Regions from separate parts of the Choristoneura fumiferana genome. Here region 2 is linked to region 1. A link is a contact called in public Hi-C data. All regions are on one chromosome and are shown on one strand. The core of a region is the stretch at or near the end of the contact, and the rest is flanking DNA. Distances in the headings are between cores, read along the strand shown.

Region 1 (6,858 bases), core at 666-3,165:
TTGGAGATGAAATTGTTGTCGATGACATGCTTCTTCAATATGTTTAGAAACATTAAGACGGATTCAGCCTCATCATGGATAAGCCCAGGGATAACTAGAGGCAGAAGTCCTTGCTTTTCCAGCAAAGCTTTTATAAGAGGCAGATGACCTTCAATGAGAAATGAAGTCATGAAATGCACAAAGGATGTCCTGACATTGTCCTTCTCTTTATAATTTGGCTTTTCAAGTATGTACTGTAGATGCTTGGGCGTTAAAGGTGCTTGGTTGATGACTTCCACACCCAAATCTGGATTCAAAGTCACTATTGATGTTAGAAGCTTAAGGATGATTTTCCTGTGGCGAGGCCCAGAGTTTTCGCTAATCATGATTTCTACTGTTGACATGAATGTGTTCAGAAAGAAGCGACAGGCTTCTTCTGTTATTGTTAGCATCTGGGGATGGGAAGACTGGACTTTCATGATAATGAGGTGAAACAGGTGGAAGGCTGGAGTAGCCAGGGTCAAATTCTTCTTGCTGTCCTGGTTGATTTGACGCAGGATCTCGTGGGAGTTGCCTCCAGCATTTAAGTACTCCGCAATGTAGTCAACTTCTGAATCTGGGTTCAAGCATACTTGCAGGAACTGTGTTAGTGCTGAAAATGAACAAATTAATAGTTTGATTAAAACAATTAAATCAAAATAAGACATGAATAATCTTTGTATTGCACTCATTACAGTTAAACAGTATTAAACAGGCTTTATATCATAACAGCACAGTTCTAAGAAATATTTCAATAATTGTAACTAAACCCGTAATAAACAGTTGAAAAACCTTAAAGCTGTTCTTCATTTCTGGGCATGATTTGAAGATGTGATAATCAATTCAATAAAAAAATTATTGCATGGTCATGAATTTTACTGTTTATCACACACACACACACACACACACACACCTTGGGGAGGCATAATACAAGATTCAATCTAAAAAAATAATAACAAATAATAGAGATGGGCCAAACATGGGTTTTACCGAATACAAATATTCGCCCTAATGTTCGGTAAAACTTTTACCGACCTGAATATTCGGCATAATTGATACCTAAGTAGAAGCTTTAATCATGCAACTCTTGATTTAAACAAAAAACTTGCTTAATTTCTCACAATAATGAACTGATTAATTTAATTATTAACTTATTATTTTATTATAAAGATCACTGTAGCTTAACTATTATACTAGGTACTTATATTTTGTTTTTAATTAACAACCATCTTTTTAACTGTTATTGGAAATAAAGCTACTGTGCCAACAAAAACATAAAGCCCCACTGCCCTCACTGTACCTCATAAAAATAACACATTTAACACTCAACTCATACATGGCTGAATACAGTAAAAAGTTCGAGTACTACATTGCCGGACGAATAAAACGAATAATCGGCCCATCCCTAATAATAATCCTATGAATTATAATACTGATTATAAAAATTCAGATACACATACAGTCATCCAGTTTAATGAAGGCCAAACCGTCTGCCAAAACATCCCTTAGGATACCAGACCTCCCCAGGTGTAAAACATTTTGCCAAGGTTAAAACACCAGCGTAAAATAAAAAGAAACGTGTTAAACCCACTCACCCATGGTCTGCCCAGTCTTGGACGCCAGCTCTTTTCGAAAGTGTTTAATATCGAATCCATGTTGTTTCTCAGTCGCATTTTTGCTTTTAGCTTGTTCGATTTGAGGTTGTTCGGAAGCCGCATTTTCACTTTCTCCTTCAAGAACTACTTCGTCAGTCCTGTTCTTTTTAGCAGACTCTTCACTATCGTTCTTATATTTTCGTTTACCCATTTTCATTAATAAAATTTGTTCAGTAACATAATTTTGCAGAAAAAGACACGTGAGAGAACGATTGTTTTGACTTTTCTTTTCTTTAATGAAGTGACAGTGGACAGCAGCCGTTTCGTTTTTACTTTTTTTTTGACAGCTGGCTTAGATCTTTGAGAGCTTTTTTTAAACGCTCATTTTGTCGTCAATTTAAGTGTCAAAATCGAAAACCTGCCAAAATGGCACATCTGCCTTCATGCCAACATAACCAGCTGAAACAGATCTATTTAAAGGTGGAGCCACATGCAGTCGCTCGACGCTCGTTTCCAATGTCAAATCTGGTCACGTGATATTTAGCGATAAAGCTGAAAATGTTGAGCTTTACCGCTGGAAAAAAACCTTCAATTTCGGCAAAAACAGTGTTTTTTTTTTCATTCGCTCCAATTTCTTTTATTTGTACCACTGCCACGCCACGACTGAACCGAGATCATTCCTGCAGCTAACCATCTTGTCGCTGCTGATAGACGCGGCGACTGACGGTACTTTTTTTGAGTCGCGGGAAATCACAGATTACTAATATGTAGCTCGGGAAATTCAAAATTACATTCAAAATGGGGTCACGTAACCAGATTTATCGCTGCAAACGAGCGACTGCATGTGGCCGCACCCGCAGGTTTTTAAAATTTAAAGCGTATGTAAACATAGTTTAGTTTGTTTTGTTGCAAGTTGGTACTTTTCATTTCGTCATAAAAAGATGAAATAAACAAAACTTTATATGTAAGTCAAAATTGGGCTTTAAAATACTTGTTAAAACAAATACAGGTATTAAAAAAAACAATCATTCAATCAAACATTTATTTTTAAAAATATCAAAAATCAGCCATTTTAAAACTAATTTGGGCTTTGAGCACCAACTAACAGTAAATTGGTCGATCGACAGCTGGGACTTGTGACCTCTCGCTCATATCCGTCATGTATGAGTAAGACTACAAGTACTCACTCCACCGGGTTAATGTACGTCCAAACGACGAAAGTACGTGAAAAACTTAAGTAAATGACCTGTTAAATTTCGTTGCAACTTGTCCGTATAGATAAGTCGACGTTTTATATTCGAAAAATGAAACTCTATAGAGTTATAAAACAATATAAAACGTCGACTTATTAGTATACTAATACATACAAAAATGACATTTATTTAAATTTTTGACCAATAACGTACGCCTAGATAATTCATGCTCTTACGTTGTTTTTACACGGTGTGCGTATTAGAATATGCAAGTAGAAACGGCAATGGGCGGGCCAAATCGCTCGAAGAACGGATAAGTTGGAGGAGAAAGTTTCTCGAGTGGCCACTACCAACCGGTAGACGAAGCGTTGACAAGCCTCCCACTAGGTGGACTGACGACATCACGAGAGTTACAGTCCAAATTGTGAGTTGTCGTTCATTGTGGTGTTATAAGAAGGCCTTTATTCAACAATGGACTCTTCGACTGATGATGATAATATGAATTATCAGGGCGTGCATTATTACGCCGTACATTGCGAGCCGTAGTAATTTTATTACGGGGCGTACACCACACCTACCTACTCCATTTATACAAGGTGAAATTTTAAATGAGATACAAAGTTAGTGTTTCTAGATCAGGTAATGCTGGACAATATAATGCATTTTCTTTTCCAGGCCCCGCTAATTTAGGTAAGCTACTACAAAATGAATGAAAGTTTTATGTTGTTCATGTTTACCTATGAGGGATTAATTTAAAAACAATTATAATTTTTAATGACTTCAATTGATTTTGTACATACTTACCATTATTGTAAATGTAGCAAGCAAGCATAGGCCTATATAGAGGGGGTGGAGTATGAAAAATAACGATAGATACGCCAATGGTAGCAAGGTCTAATATTTGTGAACATTAATGTTCCATGCCTCCATGCATCCATGTCTCAGTTTGTATTTTCGATATGGTTTCACGGGATACCCGTAAAAGTAACAAATTTGGAGTTGAAATAAAAAATAAAAAAAGACTCCAAAAAACCAATCATAACATTAATGTTGTCAACTATATGCACTATGCCTGGAAAAGGGTTAATTAGTCTTATTTAATTTGAGAGGTCCATACATTGAGTTTGTGATTTAATTTCAACAAAGTATGAACCTATATACCTACCTTTACACCTGTACCTATGAACCTATTACATCTATGAACACCTAAATTTTACCACAGTAATTTTAATAATATTGAGATAATGTATTACATTAGCCCTGTCATTCTGAGAGGATGCCAGGGCCAGGAGTGGGATGTTATACAGGCTGAAATGATGATTACATTGTCGAGCATTAACTAAGTTAGAAACACTAACTTTGTATCACATTTAAAATTTCACCCTGTTTAATCTATAATAACAACTTAACGTTAAAAGACTAGACAGATTTAGGGGCTGTTTCACCACCCATTGATTAATTTTATTTGACGAATAGATGTGATGCCGTCTCCGTCACAGACACAGCAGAGACAGCGTCACATTTTATCCGTCAAATAAATTTTATTAATGGATGGTGAAACAGGGGGTAAATCATTTAAACTTAGTCAGTCTGGTAACAATTTTTTTAAATAATCATTCAGTTAAAAAAAATACAAAATTAAAGGGTTTAACTAGCCCCACGAGACAGGCCATGCCATGCCTAGTGTGGTCAGCACAAATGAAATCTGAGTTTTTAATATTTTCGGAAAAAAACTATTTTTAAGTCAGAGAGTCCGACACCTAGTTTCGATCTTTTCTGAAGATAGGCTGCGTTGCAATCAATGATGTGCGGGAAATGTGTTTCTCATGAACCAATAGGAACGCTCCATTAACCTCTCCTCGCTCCGCTCAGCTGTTTCCACCCGAGCGGTGCTATGCGAGGATAGATAAATGAAGTTTCTATTGGTTCAAGAAAAACACATTCCATCTCTGGTGGAAACAGCCATAATCGTGAGTTGAACGGTTTAATTTTGTAATTTTAGGCATGTCTCACGCGACAACGTACAACGAGACACCGATTTTTACCTTCAGTACAATACGGTGGCACAACCAAATAATGAGGGCTATCGCGTATGAATTCGCCACTAGAGGCGCTAGTGTAGCGTGAGGTCTCCGAAATGTCAAATCTCAGTTTTTGGGTGAGCTACGCGGGTTTTATTTATAATTAGAATATTTTGTGAATATTTTACAATATCTGAAATTAATTATGGCAAATATGCGTTCCGGGGCAATGAATGTCTGTGTTTTGAGACAGTTTTGTATTTCGGAAACCTTTGTCCTCCCTTTTTTCCGAACAAAACGGGGACTATGCAACACTGTGGTTGCTCGATATTTTTATGGTACGGTTTTAAGGTGTATTAAATATGATTTTAATCTAAACTTTGTTTTCACGCCCGTAATAGGTAACAGACTTTAAAAGCCATACTTAAAAACCTCACGCAACAGTGCGCCATCTAGTGAGACAAAAAACGATAGCCCTCATTGTACAAATATAAAGCTTACTAGTACAATAAATGGCAAAATGACCACATTGCATATGTGCTTCATCGCAAAAAACCGAAATTGCTAAATGACTACTATTTTCTGACTGCATCGTAACATGGCCACATCGCGTAGCTCAGTTAGGCTGCGTCCCCATCAGAGATGTACGAGGATAGCAAGAAATGGTGTCTTCATGTACCAATAAGAATCGCTTGCAGGTGGTAGGACCTTGTGCAAGGTCCGCCCGGATTGCTACCACCATCTTGCTCGCTAATCCTGCCGTGAAGCAGCAGTGCTTGCACTGTTGTTTCGGCGTGGAGAGTAAGACAGCCGGTGAAATTACTGGCAATTGAGGTATACCATCTTAGGCCTCTAGGTTGGCAACGCATCTGCATTACCCCTGGTGTTGCAGATGTTTATGGGCGGTGGTGATCTCTTATCACCAGGAGACCCACTTGCTCGTTTGCTATCCAGTCGAATAAAAAAAAAATACCTATCCTCGCTCCGCTCAGCTGTTTCCACTAGAGCAGAGCACGAGAGCAACATCTGAGCGCAGCGAGGATAGGTAAATGAAGCGTTTCTATTGGTTCATGAAAAACACAATCCTCGCCACACATCCTCGCACAACTCTGGTGGAAACGCCGTACGACGAGCGTAGCGAAGCGAGTGGTTAGGAAGAACTGATCCTTTTGCGACACGTTCACTTTGCGATGTAGCCAGTCATTGTACTCAAATATAGATATTTAAATTGCTAACCAAATTAAATTAAATAGATAGATTCTCAAAAATCGACACTCAAAGTGCGTAATCAAATCAGTAACTATCAATATTCAAATTAATAATCTTATAATTATAGGTAATCTAATAATTAATTATATGATATATTTTTTAATTATCTATCATTATTAAGAAACATTTTTCATATAAAGTTGTAAAAAATCGTCTCATGTCCAGTCAACTACAAAGAGATTGTTAGGGTCAAAGTTACAAATATATGTTTGCACGACTTTACTCGATTAACTTTAAGGTTGTGCATATCTATTTTTGTACTTTAGCTGCATCTCTCGCTTCTCTCTTTCTCTCTCTTTGTAGTTGACTTACGTATTTTTTTTATCAAAAATATTATTTAAATGCTTTTTCACCGGGCACTGCCTTTTCGCAACGTAACGTTTGGCAACCTGTTTCATTTCGCAAACTCTAAAACTGTAAATATTTCAGGATTATTTCAGGGCCACCGCGTAGAACCTTTTAGGTTAGGTTAGTTTTATAACAATCCTGAAATATTTACAGTTTCAGAAATATTAAACAGTTAGGAAATGAACGTTGCGAAATTAAATAGGTTGCCAAACGTTATTCGCCGAAGCATTAGTAAACCTTTTTCACATTGTTATATTTTAAAATGACAACACCGTTTCACTTAAGTATCTACACAATTAAAACAATGGACTCGTCAAAAAATCCCCGTCAATTGAAAAATATTTCTCCCTTCTCTGACTACATGTTTGTACATTTATTAAAAGAAATAATTCAAAAACTAATAACGGTCGATTC
Region 2 (7,320 bases), core at 374-2,873, 190 kb before region 1:
ACTGTATGCTCTTAGAAACTGAAATCATTACAGGCCTTATCAATAGTTTCCTTAATCTGCGCATCATGGCTTAATCTTATAAATTGTCTGAGGAAACTTTGTCATGACGGGTTTCTCCACTGTTGTTTCCAGGGCATGCTTCAGGTTCTTCTCAAATACTTTCTTGGCGTCACAGAAGCCTTGCTTCGTTTTGCCAAAGGAATTTGGTCCCGCTGACGTTGGTGTTTCTCTGGTAAAAAAACACACTTCATATAACACATTGTTGAAAATTTTGAGTTAGGCAATAACACTATTGTGCTTCTTAGTCTGTGTTTTTGGCTATAATGGCTATAGGTACTATTTGTGCCAGCCTAGCTCCTGGGGTAAGCCTAGACAATCCTTCCTGGGATCAAAAATATCCAGGCTATCAGAATACCTAACAAATTTCATCAAAATCCTTTGTGGTTTTCTCATGAAAGAATAAATTAAAATTTTAAAAATTGGTATATTAAAGGTATAATATCAGCAAGCATTTTAATTATTACTGTTACAAAACAAGGAAGTTTATTTCAATTTCCTCCTTGATAAAACTTTGTAAATAAATTGTTTGGAAAGCTTTGAAGTTGAAGAGTTTGTCTTACCTTCCTATATTCCTCATTCTCATCCTTGCTTCTGCAGGCATCTCCTCAGGCTCATCATCGTCATCATCATCATTGAACACTGATGCAATTGTTGGTTTGGCAGCAGGGGCACTCAATTTCGATGGGCCGCCCAAGTTCATCTTAATGGGTGCTTTGGGTTTAGCCATTGGGATGCTGATTTTAGTGATACGTGGAGGAGGGGGTGGTGCAGGGACTTCTTCATCAGAATCATCCCACTCAGTATGCTTAAGTTTACCTGCAAAAATATAATGACTTACTGATATGAACACCATAGGCAGATTTTTGTTTGCAAATATGAATAATTGAAGGTTTGAAAATTAAATATAAACTTGACTTACTGCTATGTCTGTCTTCTTTGCCATAGGATCGATCTCTCGAGTATCGGGTGCTGGCGGGAGAGTGACGGCGTCTAGACTCGCGCTCGCGCGGCGACCGCGACCGCACGCGCTCCCGTCCATGCTTCTCGTGCCTAGAATCATCACGCGCGGATCGAGACGACCCTGCCAATGCGAAAACACTGGCAACGATAAATAAAAGTACTCATAAGAGTCTAAATCTAAACAAGAATTTCACTATGGTTCTGATGGGTGAAAAATTATCCAATGCCATTCGAATACCTTTGCCGTAGTCGTAACGACTGCTCATTGTTGATTTCACCTTGTACAATACGCTGGTTAATTATCAAATTCTTTCTTCAAGTTATCAATAAAATTTGACTTGACTTGACAGATGAACACAACACACACTACTTCACAAATCCGCCATTTTGTCTACCCATAAATAAAATAGAATGAGCACAGATTAAGCTAAGACGTAGAAAGGGAAGAACGGAATGGAAGCACTGCAGGAGATGAGATGGTTACTAATTAGCCAACATACAGATAGTTTCTTCAGTCGTGTTTTCTTAGTAATAAATGGTTTTTGAATCGGTATTATTGGTTATCAATCGAGCACACCACATCACTCCTTTTGTCAATTTTGACAAATCAGCTGATTACATTTTGTAGGTTATTTTATTTCCAGTGTACAGATTACATGATCCAAAAACTTGTTGATGTAATGTAATGTTTAGAAATTCTTGAGAAAAAACATTATTGTTACAGAATAGTTTAATAGTGGATCAATTACGATGGCATTACTGCAGCGCACGCAGCGGTTTCTGAGGTTATCCAGCAAGTACATTTTCTATACTTGCCGATGTTTTTCCGACGCTACGAAGTTGACTTCTAGGCGTGATAAAATAAAACAAGGACCGGGTCTAAAGGATTTTATCATTGGAGACTCAGAGCCTGTTCTTCTAGATCGCCCTCACATACCATATTTACCGGAAAACGTAACATTTGCATCAAAACGCAAAGTATATTTCGATGTGTACGGTTGCCAAATGAACTTGAATGATACTGAGATAGTTTGGTCTATTTTGAAGAAAGAAGGGTTTGAGAAGACCGAAATTGAGGATGAAGCTGATATATTCCTGGTTATGACGTGCGCCATCAGAGAAGGTGCTGAAAGTAAGATTTGGCATCGTTTGGATCACTTGCGGGGGTTCAAGCGGCGGCGAGCGTTAAAAAATAAGGAAAAACCGGTAAAAATTGGTTTATTAGGCTGTATGGCGGAGCGGCTCAAGACCAAGCTAATTGAAAAAGAAAAAGCAGTTGATGTTGGTAACTACTTTATAAATCTAAGTTTCTTTCACTCTCAAATATTTTTATGGTTTTTCTTTTTGTCTATTTTAATCAATCTGTGATACACGCACCTTTGCGCTAAGAGCCTCTTTCTGTCTAGGGTTGAAAATTAAATTATTAACATACTCCCTCATGTTAAATTTCAAATATAATTTCACAAGTAAATCCAGAAAAATGTAGAGGCGCAAGCCAGGGCTCAAACGCACAAACATCTGCTTCAGAGGCAGTGGGTCAAACCACTAAGCTAACACGACATTCACTCTGTCTGTTTTAAAGTATATATATTTTATTTTGCAGTGGCAGGCCCTGACAGCTACCGAGACTTACCCCGGCTCCTGGCTCTTACGGATAGTGGCCAGACAGCTGTGAATGTGCTGCTGTCCTTAGACGAAACTTATGCCGATGTTGTGCCCGTTCGACTGAATCAAGACAGTGTATCAGCCTTCATGTGAGTTATAATATCAGCCTATCCCAACCTTTTTAAAGATGGAACTCCTAAAGAGAGCTCCTGATCTGCAGATCCCGAAAAAAACTTTTATTTCCAAGATACAATCAATTTCAACTTTAAAATAAAATTTTTGTTTTTTAAACTACCATAGATTATACTTCAGAGCTTTATCGCACCGGCAAAGGGAGCCTGCAAAGCTTTCTTCTCGAGCGCGTAACGATATCGCCGCGAGCGTACATTGATATTGCTGCGACCGCACAGCGAGTAAGCTGCGTATAGCGCCAAGAGCACTATATTGCACACTCATAATTGTACATTGTGTCTTAAGGGCGGTAAATAAGGAATTTCGACTGAGAGCTTTAAGGAGTCGATGTTCGTAATTCTAGTACCGCCCGTGCGACATACAATGTTTTTCATCACATTTGCGAGTAAAATTGTATATTTGTAAAAGAAAAACTAATATTTTATCAAAAATTGCCGATACCGCTGACTACGCTCTTGGCAATCCGCAGCATGTGCATGGCGTGCGTGTGCAGCGCGCGCACGGAGCAGCAGCACGCCATGCAGGAACAAACTCACTTACCGACCTTGGGCTTCATGGCATGAAAATTAGTACGGGCAATGACTCATTTACCGACCACGGGTTTTATGACAAGCACATTAAGGTCGAGGGTTTTATTTGGGGGGTTGTAACCAAGGTAGCCTGCATGTTACGACACTGTTTACGAGCAAGTGTGATGAAAAATATTAGAAATGTTATTGGTCAACTAAAGTAGTACTACTAGTAGTACTAATAGTAGTAGTTGTGTTAAAATTTATGTTTTTCACTAACACTTTTTTTAGCTTTTATATTTATACCTTACCTATTATTTCCCTAGCTCAATAATGCGTGGTTGCGACAACATGTGCACGTACTGCATAGTGCCGTTCACCCGCGGGCGGGAGCGCTCGCGCCGCGCCGCCTCCATACTGGACGAGGTGCGCCATCTAGCGGAGCAGGGAGTCAAAGAGGTCACGCTATTGGGACAGAATGTCAACAGCTACAGGGACGCTAGTGCGGACACGGGGAGATGCGACACGAAGCTGGCTAAAGGTTAGTGAGGACTTGCTGATAACTAAAATGTAAGTAAATTACAATCTTGGACGAGGTGCGCCATCTAGCGGAGCAGGGAGTCAGAGGTCACGCTGTTAGGACAGAATGTCACCAGCTACAGGGACGCTACTGCCGAGACGGAGAGGTGCGATACAAGACTGGCTAAAGGTTAGTTTTTAGGTGCTGAAGACCAGAGGCGTCTTTACCTATAGTGCAGGGTGTGCGTTGCACACGGGCGCAGGCACTTTGTACCTATTCCATTTTGACCGCGCGCTTCATAGATGGCGCTAAAATAATAATTGCACACGGGCGCTACATGGGCTAAAGACGCCGCTGCTGAAGACAAAAATAAAAGTAAATGAGGGTTTCTTGACTGTCGAAATATCACTAGATGGCGTTAGTATCGACAGTAAACGTAAACGGATTTGCAGTCTTGCGCGATTGGCTTATTTAGTTATTTAAAACATTACAAATGTGACACAAATATCAAAGTTGTCACAACAAGTTGGTGTTGGAGTTCACAATACTAGCGCCTGTCACAGAAACCCTTATTACGATCCTGGACGAGGTGCGCCATCTAGTGGAGCAAGGGGTGAAAGAAGTCACTCGGAGAAATGCGACACGTGTTTTTTAACTAGTTTCTTTCCTATAATCTAGTTTTATCCATTTAGTATTGTAGAACATGGATCATGAAAAAAAACCTTTATTTTTATCCGACTTCAAAACGTCTACGTTCAAGACGTCTTATCACATTTCTTTTTTTTTCAGGGTTCAAAACAGTGTACAAGTCAAAGAAGGGCGGGCTGCGGTTCGCAGACCTCCTGGAGCAGGTGTCTGCCGTGGACCCCGAGATGAGGATCCGGTTCACAGCCGCACACCCCAAAGATTTCCCTGACGAGGTAATGACGCGGTACAATTTCTAGATGGCCAGGATCAGATTTTTTTTTTAAGCCGAAAACCGACCTACCATCGTATATATTATTGATATTTATGCACGCTTTTTTCTGTCAGATATTAATGCGGTCTCAGGATATTAATGCGGTGTCAGATCTTAATGCGGTATCAGATATTAATACGGTGTCAGGTCAGGTATTGATGCGGTGTCAGATATTAATACGGTGTCAGGTATTAATGCAGTGTCAGGTATATTAATTGAGGTGACTGTATTGTTTGTCCCAGGTGCTGGATATAGTGAACGATCGTCCCAATATGTGCAAGCTGCTGCACCTGCCGGCGCAGGCGGGCAGCAGCGCCGTGCTGCAGCGCATGCGGCGCGGGTACTCAAGGGAGGCCTATCTGGACCTCGTGCGACACGTCCAACGAAGGATCCCTGGAGGTGAGCTATTGCAAGACATATAGGCTGCCAAAATTACAAGAAAGTGGCGACTGATATAAAAAAATCTTTAAATGAGCAATCGGATAGTGTAGACAAAAATAGTAGATAGTACAACCAGAGTATAAAACGAGCCATTTTACCCAAGACGTTTATATAGCCACGTCGAGGGGAAAATGGGTTTAATGCTCAAGTTTTACACTGCTTTTCACTTCGATTGCGAAGAAATGAAATAACAACAGTGGGAACATTGTTCACTTACTAGGTACCATTTGTTTTTCATGCATTGCTAATAAGATTTATAAATATTTCGTTTTATTGATTTATTTCGATTTATTTTAATTGATTTTTAGTGGTAAACTTTTTTGTTTGTGGCTGTTGACACCTGATTTCCTTGGTCTTAGACGAAAATTTTACTTTATGCACTAGAGCATAAAAAGTCATTTTATGTCGACTAGGTCCAATATAAATACGAAGTTTACGAGCATGAGAAGTGGACAAAATATTCTATTTAGTGCGTCAGTTTTGGCCCTTACCACTACTGGTTATTAGTGGTTATGTACGGGGAGCAAAGAGATATAAGTGTGAACAAATAGAAGCAGAACTTTTTTCACATTACGGATCACATAAGAGTGTTATAAAATGTCGATTTGTCTGTTTATCTGCAGTTGGTTTGTCGACGGACATGATCTGCGGGTTCTGCGGCGAGACCGATGAAGAGTTCGAGGAAACTATGACGCTTCTTCAGCAAGTGGACTACAACGTGGCCTTCCTGTTCCCCTACAGCATGAGAGAGGTAGCTTACCTGAACAATATTAAAAAGTTAGACCTGTGGCCTCTCAAGCAGAGGAACGTGGGTTCAAACATCTTCGTTCGGACATCTCTGAGTTTTTAGGGTTCCGTAGTCAACTAGGAACCCTTATAGTTTCGCCATGTCTGTCCGTCCGCTGCTAAGCTCAGAGACCGTTTGTACTTAGAAAGCTGTAATTTGGCATGAATATACATATCAGTCACGCCGACAGTGGTAAAATAAAAAATAAAATTTTTTTTTTAAGGTATCTCCCATAGACGTAAAGTGGGGGTGATTTTTTTTTCTCGACTAACCCTATATTGTATCATTGGATAGGTCTTTTAAAACCATTGAAGGGTTGACATGACGATTTCAAAAAAAAAAACAGGATGGTAGTAAGTACATCAAACTTACTAGGACAATTAATAAGTTACTTATAAAATATATCTAAACTTGGAAGATTACTTGATTTTTTCGTAATGGCTACGGAACCCTATCTTGGGCGTGTCCGACACTCTCTTGGCCGGTTTTTCAAAATTCATGTCCGAAATCGGCAGAGGCCCTCTCGTAAGCAAAACGTACGCAATGTGGGGTCATTTTAGATGGTTACTCCACGTAGAGATAAAGAAATTAAGATTTTCAGATAAAAAAAAAGAAAACAGGAAAAAAATTGTATGTGACGAAATGGTCCCAAATCAGCAAACTGCCGGTCTTGAAGTCTTGTTTTTTCATTGGTTGTGCTATATGAACTACGTTTACACCAAACTTCAAGTTTCTAGGACAACCGGAAATACAATTAATGTGGAAACGCCTTTTTTAATGACTGTATGTTTTGATTGTGGTGACATAAAAGTTAGATTTTTTCTCTGCTCTAAAGGTTAGCGACCTGAGTATTTGACACTAATTACAGCTATCTCTACACGTTCCTGAGAAAAAGGGTCTTGACAGACACACGGACAACAAAGTATAAGGGCTCCCTTTTTCCTTGTAGTGTAGTTCAATGAGCTGGTTAAAAATACTATATTATATTTTTTATCGAGGGACTAAAATAAGCCAATATATGTATACCCGAGGTGGTTAGCCACCCGAGCCTATTTATCAGAGGTTTTATATTGACTTTTAGTCTTGAGGTGAAAACTCTATTTTTCACTTTGATTGCGAGAAAAAAATAGTCATTAATCGTTTATGATTTACGCTCTATAACAATTTCAAAGTTTTCGCGGTAAGTATTTTTTTCCAACCAGACACAGATATAACAAAATCGCTTCGGCCAAATGGTCCATACACAAATTGGAATAAATATAGAATGGCGCCACCTTATATGCGGAAA

What was found. Hi-C and Micro-C count contacts between places; a contact is called where the count stands out from the background.
Region 2: a contact with region 1 is called in a Hi-C map of whole pupa, with 4 times the contacts expected there. The contact joins the promoter of LOC141441271 here to the promoter of LOC141440982 in region 1. A contact is called at or near these places in 2 of 2 Hi-C or Micro-C datasets (both in whole pupa).

Annotation. Positions count from the first base shown.
Region 1 is chr23:1,118,881-1,125,738 of NRCan_CFum_1, reverse strand. It overlaps LOC141440982 (nucleolar pre-ribosomal-associated protein 1), which reads right to left and starts at 1,915. Exons shown (of 4, transcript XM_074105580.1): 1 at 1,614-1,915; 2 at 1-631. The coding sequence starts at 1,830. Sting (transmembrane protein sting) reads right to left here. Exons shown (of 4, transcript XM_074105577.1): 4 at 6,073-6,858.
Region 2 is chr23:1,309,051-1,316,370 of NRCan_CFum_1, reverse strand. LOC141441271 (mitochondrial tRNA methylthiotransferase CDK5RAP1) reads left to right here and starts at 1,623. Exons shown (of 7, transcript XM_074105939.1): 1 at 1,623-2,305; 2 at 2,624-2,774; 3 at 3,653-3,867; 4 at 4,636-4,766; 5 at 5,047-5,203; 6 at 5,869-5,996. The coding sequence starts at 1,771. LOC141441282 (PEST proteolytic signal-containing nuclear protein-like) reads right to left here and starts at 1,419. Exons shown (of 4, transcript XM_074105958.1): 1 at 1,259-1,419; 2 at 980-1,141; 3 at 621-876; 4 at 1-229. The coding sequence starts at 1,286. The coding sequence ends at 64.